Regions from separate parts of the Mus musculus genome. Here region 1 is linked to region 2. The links are chromatin contacts, called in public Hi-C maps. All regions are on one chromosome and are shown on one strand. Each heading gives the region's core, a stretch centred on a gene start, on an enhancer-like site or on the middle of the called end of the contact. The rest is flanking DNA. Distances are from core to core; before and after follow the strand shown. Region 1 holds the start of Cers6 (ceramide synthase 6). Region 2 holds the start of Ttc21b (tetratricopeptide repeat domain 21B).

Evidence for each region. A called contact is a pair of places that touch in the nucleus more often than the background predicts.
Region 1: a Hi-C map of uterus shows a contact between it and region 2, with 5 times the contacts expected there. The contact joins the promoter of Cers6 here to the promoter of Ttc21b in region 2. A contact is called at or near these places in 1 of 484 Hi-C or Micro-C datasets (uterus) and 1 of 115 datasets of contacts at active chromatin or transcription factors (astrocytes).

The regions. Positions count from the first base shown.
Region 1 is chr2:68,860,036-68,864,964 of GRCm38.p6, reverse strand. It overlaps Cers6 (ceramide synthase 6), which reads right to left and starts at 3,524. Exons shown (of 10, transcript NM_172856.4): 1 at 3,160-3,524. The coding sequence starts at 3,329.
Region 2 is chr2:66,253,317-66,258,311 of GRCm38.p6, reverse strand. It overlaps Ttc21b (tetratricopeptide repeat domain 21B), which reads left to right and starts at 1,695. Exons shown (of 29, transcript NM_001047604.2): 1 at 1,695-1,798. The coding sequence starts at 1,778.

The sequences.
Region 1 (4,929 bases), core at 2,275-4,774, 2.6 Mb before region 2:
TCAAGACATGGAGTAAATGATAATTCTTCACTATCAAGTTTTTTTTTTTCTGTCATCAAGTCACCAACATAATATAATGGGAGACACTATAATTTTCATTCTTTTGATTTGTTTTGTTTTGTTCTGTTTTGGTTTTTTGAGACAGGGTTTCTCTGTATAGCCCTAGCTATCCTGGAACTTGCTCTGTAGAACAGGTTGGCCTAAAACTCAAGAGATTTCACCTGAATCTGCCTCCCCAGTGCTGGGATTAAAGGCATGAAGAGATGCTATCTGTTTGTTTTTCAACAGTTTTTCTCTGCTAATCAGACAGTAAGTACACTGGCTCATGCCACTTCTCTCCAGGGCTAAGGGTTGTATAAGGCTGCTACTAACAGCCCGGGAGGTCTGGGTGTTTCACAGGCTCAAGTCAGTGACCTTAGACTGCTCTATTTTTAATCAGCCATGCTGGGACACCATATTGTTCTCCATATGTTGTTGCAAAATGACATGTTCTAGCCACTGCTGCCTTCTCTGTCACACCCCAACAGTGGCAGGAAAAAAAAAAAGAAAAGAAAAGATAGAACTAGTCAATTAATAAGACCCGATTCATCTATTGATAAGACCCGACTCAGTCAGTTCATTAGTGGTTTCCTGTATGAAGAGAAATAAATGTGTTATACTCAAGACACACTCAAGTATGTAATTCTGCAAAAACATTACTGACTTTTCTTAATGGGAGATAAAGATCTTGGATAATCAAAGATCTCCTAGTATGCTCTCAAGTTTGAAGTAAATGATAATCAAAGCACAGACTCTTGGAGGAGGTGTCTCTATTACAAAAGCACTCAGTTTATGATGGGATTCTTTAGTGTTAGCCAATACAGAACACTACAAAGAAACAAACTCCACATGCATCATGTCAAAAGGATACCTAGCATAAGCTGTATCTTTGACAACAATCCAGTCTGGCTCAGCTATAGACACTGGCAAGATGCACACCATAGGTTGAATAGCAGAGTGTGTACTTTGAGTTTGATAAAAACCCAAAAATGTAGAGCCTCTCACTCCAGATGTAATTACTCTCTGACTTTTAGAGACCTGGGTCTGAATGGTTAAAGTTACATCTGTCAGGACCATAGAAGGAAGAAACAAAGTAGTTACCCTCCACAAAGTCAGCGGCATCCCGCACACGGGGAACAAAGAGTCATTACTCACTTCCTAGACAGTCCATTAAATGTCATCTACTCTCATCGATGGCCTCTCACACACACACACACACACACACACACACACACACACACACGGGTCGTCACTACTGGTAGTTGAAGACTGCTTGCTGATCCTTTTGTATAAATTCTTAAAGTCATTAGATTATGCTAGGAAGAAAAATATTTCTGAGAAAAAGAAAACTGAACCTTCAGTCTGATATTACATCAGTGGAATGTGTGCGCGCGTGTAAGACAAAGAAAGCCAAGCACAAACCAAGCTATCTTCAATATTTTCCAACCTACTGAAGAGCCCAGAAGCAGACCGAGAGAGAATTCTGAGGAAATGTAGCATTCACATATGGTTCATGAGCTGCCTTGATTTTTGTTCTACAAAATTGACAACTAGATATTTCCTTTAAAGTGGGTACCCAAAAGTGAATCCAGACAGATTTCATTGGGTGTCATCCAGCAACTATGTATGGAGCCCCCCCCCCCCAAACTGTGCCTGCACAGGCAACAGCCTGCTATTATCCCTAAAAGTCAGCTTGTCTTTGCAGAAATGGCAAGGTTAGACTCGAGTTCCTATTTTCTGTAGGTAAATACTTGCAGCCTTCAAACACACCAGCTTTGTCACAGTGAGACTAGGCGCTGGATCAATGACATATCCGCACTGGAATCCAATCCTTTTAAAATAGAGGCTGTCCCTTTGTGCGAGTCAATTTCAGCATGGCAACAGCTGACTTACTTCATAATCAACAACACTGCCCATTGAAAACTACACCTTCCTTAGCACAAAACATACTTTTTTAGTTCCCAGGAAGCTTAGCTGCTATTTCAGGCAACAAAAGACACAAAAGATACATTCTGACATTCTCAATAATGGATTTAGGCAAACCAACAGTAAACAAGATAGCAGCAGCCTGAGCAACAGCCAAGGTGAGCTGGAGGCAGGGAAGGGAGGTTAGAGTAGAAATGGATATTTGTGATCTAAGAAATCAGCCTTCGCTGATGAATGGAGGTGGGAGGAGGAAAGAGGAAGGCGATTTTTTTTTCAGTTAAAAGAAAGAAGTGTGCGGTGCTGATTTTGTTTCACGAGTAAGTGTTGAATGCACAGCAGGCAAGATCTAGTTCTGTGACTTAAGGCTGACTCAGTGAGAGTAGCACAAGTTTGTGTGCAGTTACAATGGCGAGATCTAACCAAATCGAGGACTCATACCAAAAATTATGAGACAATTCTTTTAACGTTTCAAGTGTCTTCCGGTACCAGCAAGACGCTTATGATTAGTCACGGGGTCCTACTATCGATTCAAATGACTATTTCGAGGGGCACCGGTCCTGTTCTGCCCTCTTTTAAAGAAACCAGTAGCGATCCGGAGTGCTGTCGTCACCTATTTCCCAGGACCCAGGGCCTAAAACTCCGTGTCACGGATGGAAGCCAGGGAGCAAGCTAAAGCCAAAGGTCCGAGCAAATTCTTCTGCAGCGCGGCCCGCGTGCGTGCAAGAGTGGAAGGGCTGGAAGTGTGTGCGCTCCTCCTCCCTCCGGGCCGCGCGTCCCCATCGTTCCAGGCTGTCAGGTGGGTGGCGGCGAGCCTCGGAGGAGAAGCCCAATCTGGAAGCGCCTAGTGCCGGCTCGGAGGGAGCCGGCCGAGCCCTCGGCGCAGCGGTTCCCCGCGGCCAGCCTCCGCTCACCTTTGTTCGCCGACCCTCTCTAGGAGGAGGAAGCCGGGAAAGGAGGAGCGCGGGCGGTGACCAAGCGCCCTGCCGCCCCTTCGTGGCGCCCCGGAGGAAATCCGCGGTCGAGTTGGACCCTCTCTAGCTCCCTAGAAGTCAGCCTGGCCGAGGGATCGGGACCCCACAGAGAACACAAAGGTTGGGAGGTGTGAGCCCAAGCGCGGGGGCGTGCGCCACGGAGCAGGCGAGTGTGCACGCGTGTGCGTGTGTGCGGGAGAGCAGGCACTTCGGCCCTTCTTACCTCTCGAAGATGAGCCGCACCATGAAGATGCAGAAGGCCAAGGGGAAGGCAAGGTAGAGGTCCTCCGCCTGCGGAAAGGTGGCTTCCTCCGTGTTCTTCAGGTCTGCCCAGGTGACATTGTGCGGAAGCCAAAACCGCTCGTTCCAGAACCAGGCTAAGATCCCTGCCATCTTGCTTTGTCCACTCCGGTGTCGCTGCTCCCGCGCTCCTCCGAGCTCTCTGCAGCTCAGGGCACTGGGGATGCGCGCTGGGTTGGCCGGGAGCCTTTGCCGCTGCCGCTCCGCCTGCCGCCGCCTCCTCTGTGGCCGCTGCACTCTCAGGCTCCGCGATCCGCTCCACTCCTCCCTCTGGCCGCGCTGGGAAAAGGGCCGCCTCGCCTGTCACGTGGCAGCCTGGCCGCACGCCCTGATTGGCTAGTGTTCCCGTCAAGCACCGAGGCACACGCGGCCGGCTCGCCCACGCCCTGGGAGCTGCGGGCCGCGCTCTGGCTCTGGACCCGCACCTGGAGCGCGTCCCGCACCTCTGTCCCAGCCCCAAGTTGGGTCGCACCTGGTTAGAACGCCAGCTCCTGCCCCACTGGAGTGTCTGCGCTCTTGTCCTCTTCCTGAGCGCAGGGAGGCGAAAAGGAGCCTGGCAGGGGCCGAGCTTCCAGAGAGAGCCCTGCGCTGAAAAAGAACCCCAGAAGAAGAAGTAGGGGGCGCAAAGGCGAAGGAGGAAGGAGTGGGAGGGGAAGGATCATCCTCTCCAGTGCTAAAAGAAAATCAGGAACTGGGGCTGGATGATTTGGCAAGAGACTTCTGCCTCCGACCCGCACCTCACCCCCCTCCTTGACCTTCCTGGCACGTTTTACACTACTGCTTCCCCTTGAGCTGGGTCCCCCAAGGAACAAGGCTCCTAATTTTGATTTATGAAGTAGCACAAGAAATTAGGCATTTATGATTGATTAATGAATTGCTTGATGATGGTGTCTAATGGTGATAGCAGCTAGTAACGGCAGCATTATGGGGAACTGCGCCAGTAACCTCTGAAAATACTGTGGGAACCACATTTTGACTTGGTAGATAATGGGGGCAGGAGTATTTATTCCTCCTCTCCCTGCCTTTAAACCAAACTCTCAAGGCCTCCTGATTCTCACCTCCTGTTCTTTATTGAACTTCCATTCATGCCTTCCCCACCCAATGAAGTCACTCAAGGTCAGCTGTGATTGCAAAGGTCAGTTCCTGCCTTAATTCAGGCTGTTTGTTTTGACATATGGCTCAATCAATGAAAATGCGTTCCTCATACTTGCAGAGGCAAAGTCCAAAGCCAAAGTTCTAGGCAATCTAAGGGGTGGCAAAGACACCCTTCCTGGACTCTTCCTGACAGGTGATTGTCTTCGCAGAGAATTTCTTGTTGCAGAGACAGAGAGACTGCACCCGTGTGTCATCTGACTAGGGCTCCAACCAAGGTTTCATCCTCATAAGTTAATTACATCCCAAGATTTCATTCTCATAAACTAATTACATCCCAAGGGCTTAGCCTCCAAATGCCAGTGCACTGAATTTGGGGAGAACACATTCAGTCCCTAGCAGTTCTCTTTGGATGGTCGATGACTACTCTCTCCTCCAGACCTGTCCTTCCTGTGGTCACGGCTCAGTCCAAAAGGAAGCAGCCACTTTCCTCTTGCTTGCATACTTCCTTTCTAACATCACAAATTCATCCAAGTCATTTTATAAACCATTACCTTACACCCTCCACTACCTGTTTGGCTACCAGCTGATCTAAACTGCC
Region 2 (4,995 bases), core at 446-2,945:
GCCCCCAATTTTTTTCTTCTTAATTTAATTAAATTTATGACTAATCACCAGTCCCATTTATCTAACAAGAACATTTTGTTCTTTTAAAGATGGTGTGTCTTTCCAGTTGTCTATCTTGAACTCATGGGCTCAAGTGCCCATTCTGCCATGGTTTCCTCTGTAATTGGGACTAAAGATGTGTACCCCTGGCTCTCAACACTAATTCTCACTCAGTATCATAAGGCCCTTTCTGTCCCAAGACTCCACTGAAACTCAAAAGGCTTATATGATGCTCAAAAATGTGGAAACTGGTGGTTTTCACTGGGATACAGTGCGATATTTCAGTGCACACATACAAAGAGCAGGGGTCACATTGGAATAATTAGCATCCCCACTGCTTTGTCATGACCTTAAGTACCTCTCTTCTTGATAAGATAGAATTCTAGAACTGTCTACATCATTCTGCCTGTTTTTTTTTAATTGAAATGGATTCTTCTCTCATCCCAACCACAGTTCCCCCACCCCACTCTTCCTAGCTTTTCACCACATCCGCTTCTCCATTCCTTTAGATCCATTCCCCCTCCCTCTCCTCTTCAGAAAGAAGTAGGCTTCTAAGAGATGACAGCCAAACAGGACCAAAATACAGTAAGACAAGGTAAAAGATCTCATACGGAGGATGGAGAAAGCAACCCGATTGAAGGAAGAGTCCTAAGAGCAGGCAGGAGGCCCACTAAAACATCAGTATAACGGCCACAGCTGCCTGCAGTCCTTTAAAGAATACAAGCAGAAACAAATTAGTGTGTCTAGATGCCCCTCTCAGTCAGCTTGCTGGATCTCATGATAAATACACTGGTGAAGATCTTCTAAGGAAGGCTGCCAGGAAGCAAACAGAAAAGCAAAAAGAAAAGCAAACAGCAAGTCCATGGTCCCAATGTCTTCTTCAAGGTCACGTGAGAATCTTCTAAAGTCCTTTCATTTGGCCTCATCTATCAAAGGTTCCACCACTCCCAACAGCACACGGGCTGGGGAACATTCAGCACGTGTGTCTTTGAGGGACAGTTTAGATCCAAACTACAGCAAACACTTAAGAAATAGAAATCTAAAAGAGGTAACCACATATTTTTAAATAAGACTTTGGGGGTGGAAATCTGGCGGAGCAGTTTAATAAGCACTCGAATAGCAAAATTACAGCAGCGCCTGAAAAGATTTAGAACAAGCCCAAGCCAGGCTTCAAGGTTTTTGCCGAACTGTGATTTTTCTGCGCCACCTTGTGGCCCAGACACGATTACTACACGTGTCAGGTAAATCATTTTCCCTGGTCAAGTACTAAGCCGCATTGCGCAAATCGGCTTCCACAAAAAATGCTGAGAAAATGGAGTCGGCCTTTGTTTGCAGGGATGAAAAGCGGCATGGCTCTCCCTCCTATTTGCTGCTTCATCATCTTTATTCTTTAATCTCATATCTCTTGCTCCACCCAATCCCTCCTCCTCGCGCCGTTTCCAGGCTGGACCTCCCTCCTCTAGCCCCACAACTCGGCAGCACTCAATGCTCAGCGGATTCCAGCCCCAGTCGCCCTCGCGGTCCTCCCTCGGGGTTCCCTCCTCGCCTGCTCCGGTGGCCCCCTCCTTCCTAGTCCTACAACTAAGCTCCGCCCCCTCACGCCGACAACCAATGGAGATCGGGCCACGCCCCTCGTGCTGCACGCCGCGTCCCTTAGGGTTTGAGGGCCCGGGAAGTGGGTCTGAACCCCTAACCCTGCGGCGGGCAGCGGTGGGCACCCTCCGGGTAGCCGGCGGCCATGGACTCCCAGGGGCTGAAGGTGAGCGGGCGGCGCGGGGCGTGGGCAGGGCGAGTGGACTGCGAGGTACAGGGTGGCTCGGGCAGCTGATGGTGAGAGCCTGCGGCCTTGGCGGAGATGCTGCGCCCCCCGCCGGGATGATCCCGAGGGCTCAACCACTGCCTTGCGGTTAACGGCCAGCCCCCAGCCTCCTGCTTATGTTGGCTTTGGACTTCTCCTGGGAAAGCCTGCTTAGTCTCCAAGTGTGATTTCTAGGGACTTAGCGAGCTAATGTCCTCTACCCGGCACTCACCTTTGCAAGCGGTTAACGAAAGTCCTTTAAAAGGAGGAGTATTATAGATTATGAAAATGGTCTTCCCATAGTTGCACTCAGCATATATTTCAGAAATGGTGAAAAACAAGGACAAGGTTTGGAAGCCTTTCGCGATCATTCCCCTCCCCTCCCCTCGCATCCCCTCCCCTCCCCTCTGTCCACTTTGGGACCTGTTCAGTATTTGTGGAGCGCTTTTTCTTGGGTGACTCCCGGAAGTTGGAGCTAGCTGAACAGACTCCTGGACATGAGATTTACTCATTCAAAAATCCAACACTGGAAAAAGTTCTTAGTACATTTAGCAAGCATTGGTTGACTGCCTTCTGTGTGTTTTGCACTATTTTCTAAGTACTTGCAATACTGCAGTAAAGGTGCTTAGTCTTGCAACTTTCACTTGATTTATGAGGGCTGACCCCACAAGCTATTAAACACATGAATGTCATGAGAACTACTGATTATATTCAGAGGACAGTGGGTGCTGACAGTTAGGGAAGACCGAAAGGTTTGGCTTTTTTTTTTTTTTTTTAATGAATTTCTACATTACCTTTTCAAGTTTTTCCTCCAACTCTTTTACATGTTTTATCCCTCATTTTATCCAAATGAGTTCTGCACTAAAACCACTTTAGTGATAAAACCATTATTAAACTTCTCATCACTTAGCACAGGAGCGAGTCGTGTCCTAAAACTGAGGCTGCTGACCTTGGCTTCTTCCCTTTCCAGTTTGATCAGTGCAATATTCTATCTAGAACAAGGTTCTTGAACAAGGAGTGGCAAGCACCGTCTACAAAATGCCAGATGGTACCTACTTTAGTATCTCTGTCCATCTGCAGTGACGTTGGTAAGCAGCTGTGGATGTACCTAAATGAAGGAGCATCCTCATATGCCAGTACATCTTCATGAGCTCTAACGTTTGTCTATGAAAGGTTTTCCCTGGCCCTTCTTCTCCAACTATTTTTAGCTCACTACCCATACAAAACCAAGTGGGAAGAAAGCCAGACATATCTTGGACCTACCTTCCCTTTGGACCTATCACTCTGGTTTCCTACCCTATTGTAGAATAAGGGCTGGCTTTTAGCCCCGCCCATCACCACACCCAACCCAGGTACCACACTCTTATCTCCATATTGCTCTTCCTCTGCGTTTTACAGCCCTGGGCCTTTCTCAGAAATATTCCAAGAGAAATACGGTGTTATATGTGGAGGAGATGGAGTAATGTGTTTATAATTGAAGAATCGGCTCTAGCATCCTCTGCAGGAGTGGGTTCCCTGGTCACCCACAGTTACCAAGCTGAGTACAGTATTCTGTATTCCCCAAAGCGAAGTAGTGCCCACCCCACATTCATTATAGCATTGTGTCCCAGCGGGTGTTCAGATTACAGTTTACCTGAATGTTCAAGATTTTTCCATGGCAGTAAACACTCTTGTTAACTTTTCTCAGCATCTTATTGATAGATTCAGAGTACAGTGTAGAACAGGATAGGTTATACTCTCTTCTCAGTATCTTACACAGTACCTAATACTAGAAAGTAGACAGTCCAAAAGTGTTTGCTAGACCGCTGAGCATGGGGATACAAGCCTACTCCTGGCACTCTGGCGAAAGAGTCAGGAGGAGAGCAGGTTTGAGCCAGCCTGAGCTACATTAGGAGATCCCACCTCAGAAATCAAAAGGAAGATTGTTGGACTAAATCGTCTATCTCGAACCACAAGCATACCAACAGGTGTGGGGAGCAATATGAAATCCATGGAAAGGGATGCACTTAAAGACGGCTTTGATTGGCAGGACTGGGTAAATGAGAAGGGGGTGGGGAGCATCACGGTTGGTTTGATGGTTTAAACAGCAGGTGGCAAAGTACAGGTACGGAGCTGAGGAGAGAGGTGTTGGACAGGCCGCAGAGTTTTGGCGTAACTTACTCCTAGGTTTTCAGACAAGGACCTTCACAGCATTATCAATTAGTCCTCACAACCACTGCTAGGTCTGCTTTAATAACTGTCGCTTCTCTATGAGCAAAGGTGTCACACAGGTGAAGACTTGAGGCCATGTCTTTGCACCTTTAAATCCATGTCTGCCTTTCAGAGCTGTAGTCTGTGAATCATTTTTCACACAGTACAGAAGTCAAGGAGGATAGTATTGTGGCCTAAATAAATAGATAATAAATAAATAACGTTAGTTCATTTTGATCCTGGAGATTGCGGAAGTTGGGGGAAAACCAACTGTGATTTGCTGAGGTAGGTTGCGGTTGTCTAGGATATGGAATATGGGCCACTCTCTCCAGAAATGAGGTGGAGAAGGGGTGTGAAGCAGAAGCCACAAGAGGGAGCAGAGCAGAAGTTCAGAGAACGTTGCATGACTGTGATCTAGTAAAGGTGAGGGGTATCCCTACAGAATCCAGACTGTAAAAGAGCTGTCTGCATGCACCTATGTCCTTCTGTTTCTTACTCATGTGGTCCTGACACAGTCAGACAAGGGCATCTCTGTCTATGAAGTAAGGGAGCCCGGCAGTTACAGTGATGTCGAGAGTTGGGCCTTCCCTTTTTGAGTAGTCAGCAGCTAAACCTTAGATGCATTTTCAAGAAAAGTAGACCCAAGTTATCCCATGTCCTGGCTATGACAACTCGACACACCCAGGGTCCTCTGAGAATAAGAAAGTTCAGTTGAAAAAATGCCTCCAATTGATTGCCTGTAGTCAAATATCCAAGGGATTTTCTTGATTGATGTGGGAGGGCCCTTCTCACTGTAGATGGTGCTGTCCTGGGCTGGTGATTCTCTGTGATATAAGAAAGCGGGTTGAGCAAGCTAATAAACCACACTCCTCTATGGCCCTCTGACTTTCTCCGCACTACAAACTGAGATGAAGTGAACCCTATCCTTCCTAAGTTGCTTTGGTCATTGTGTTTTATTAGGGCAAGAA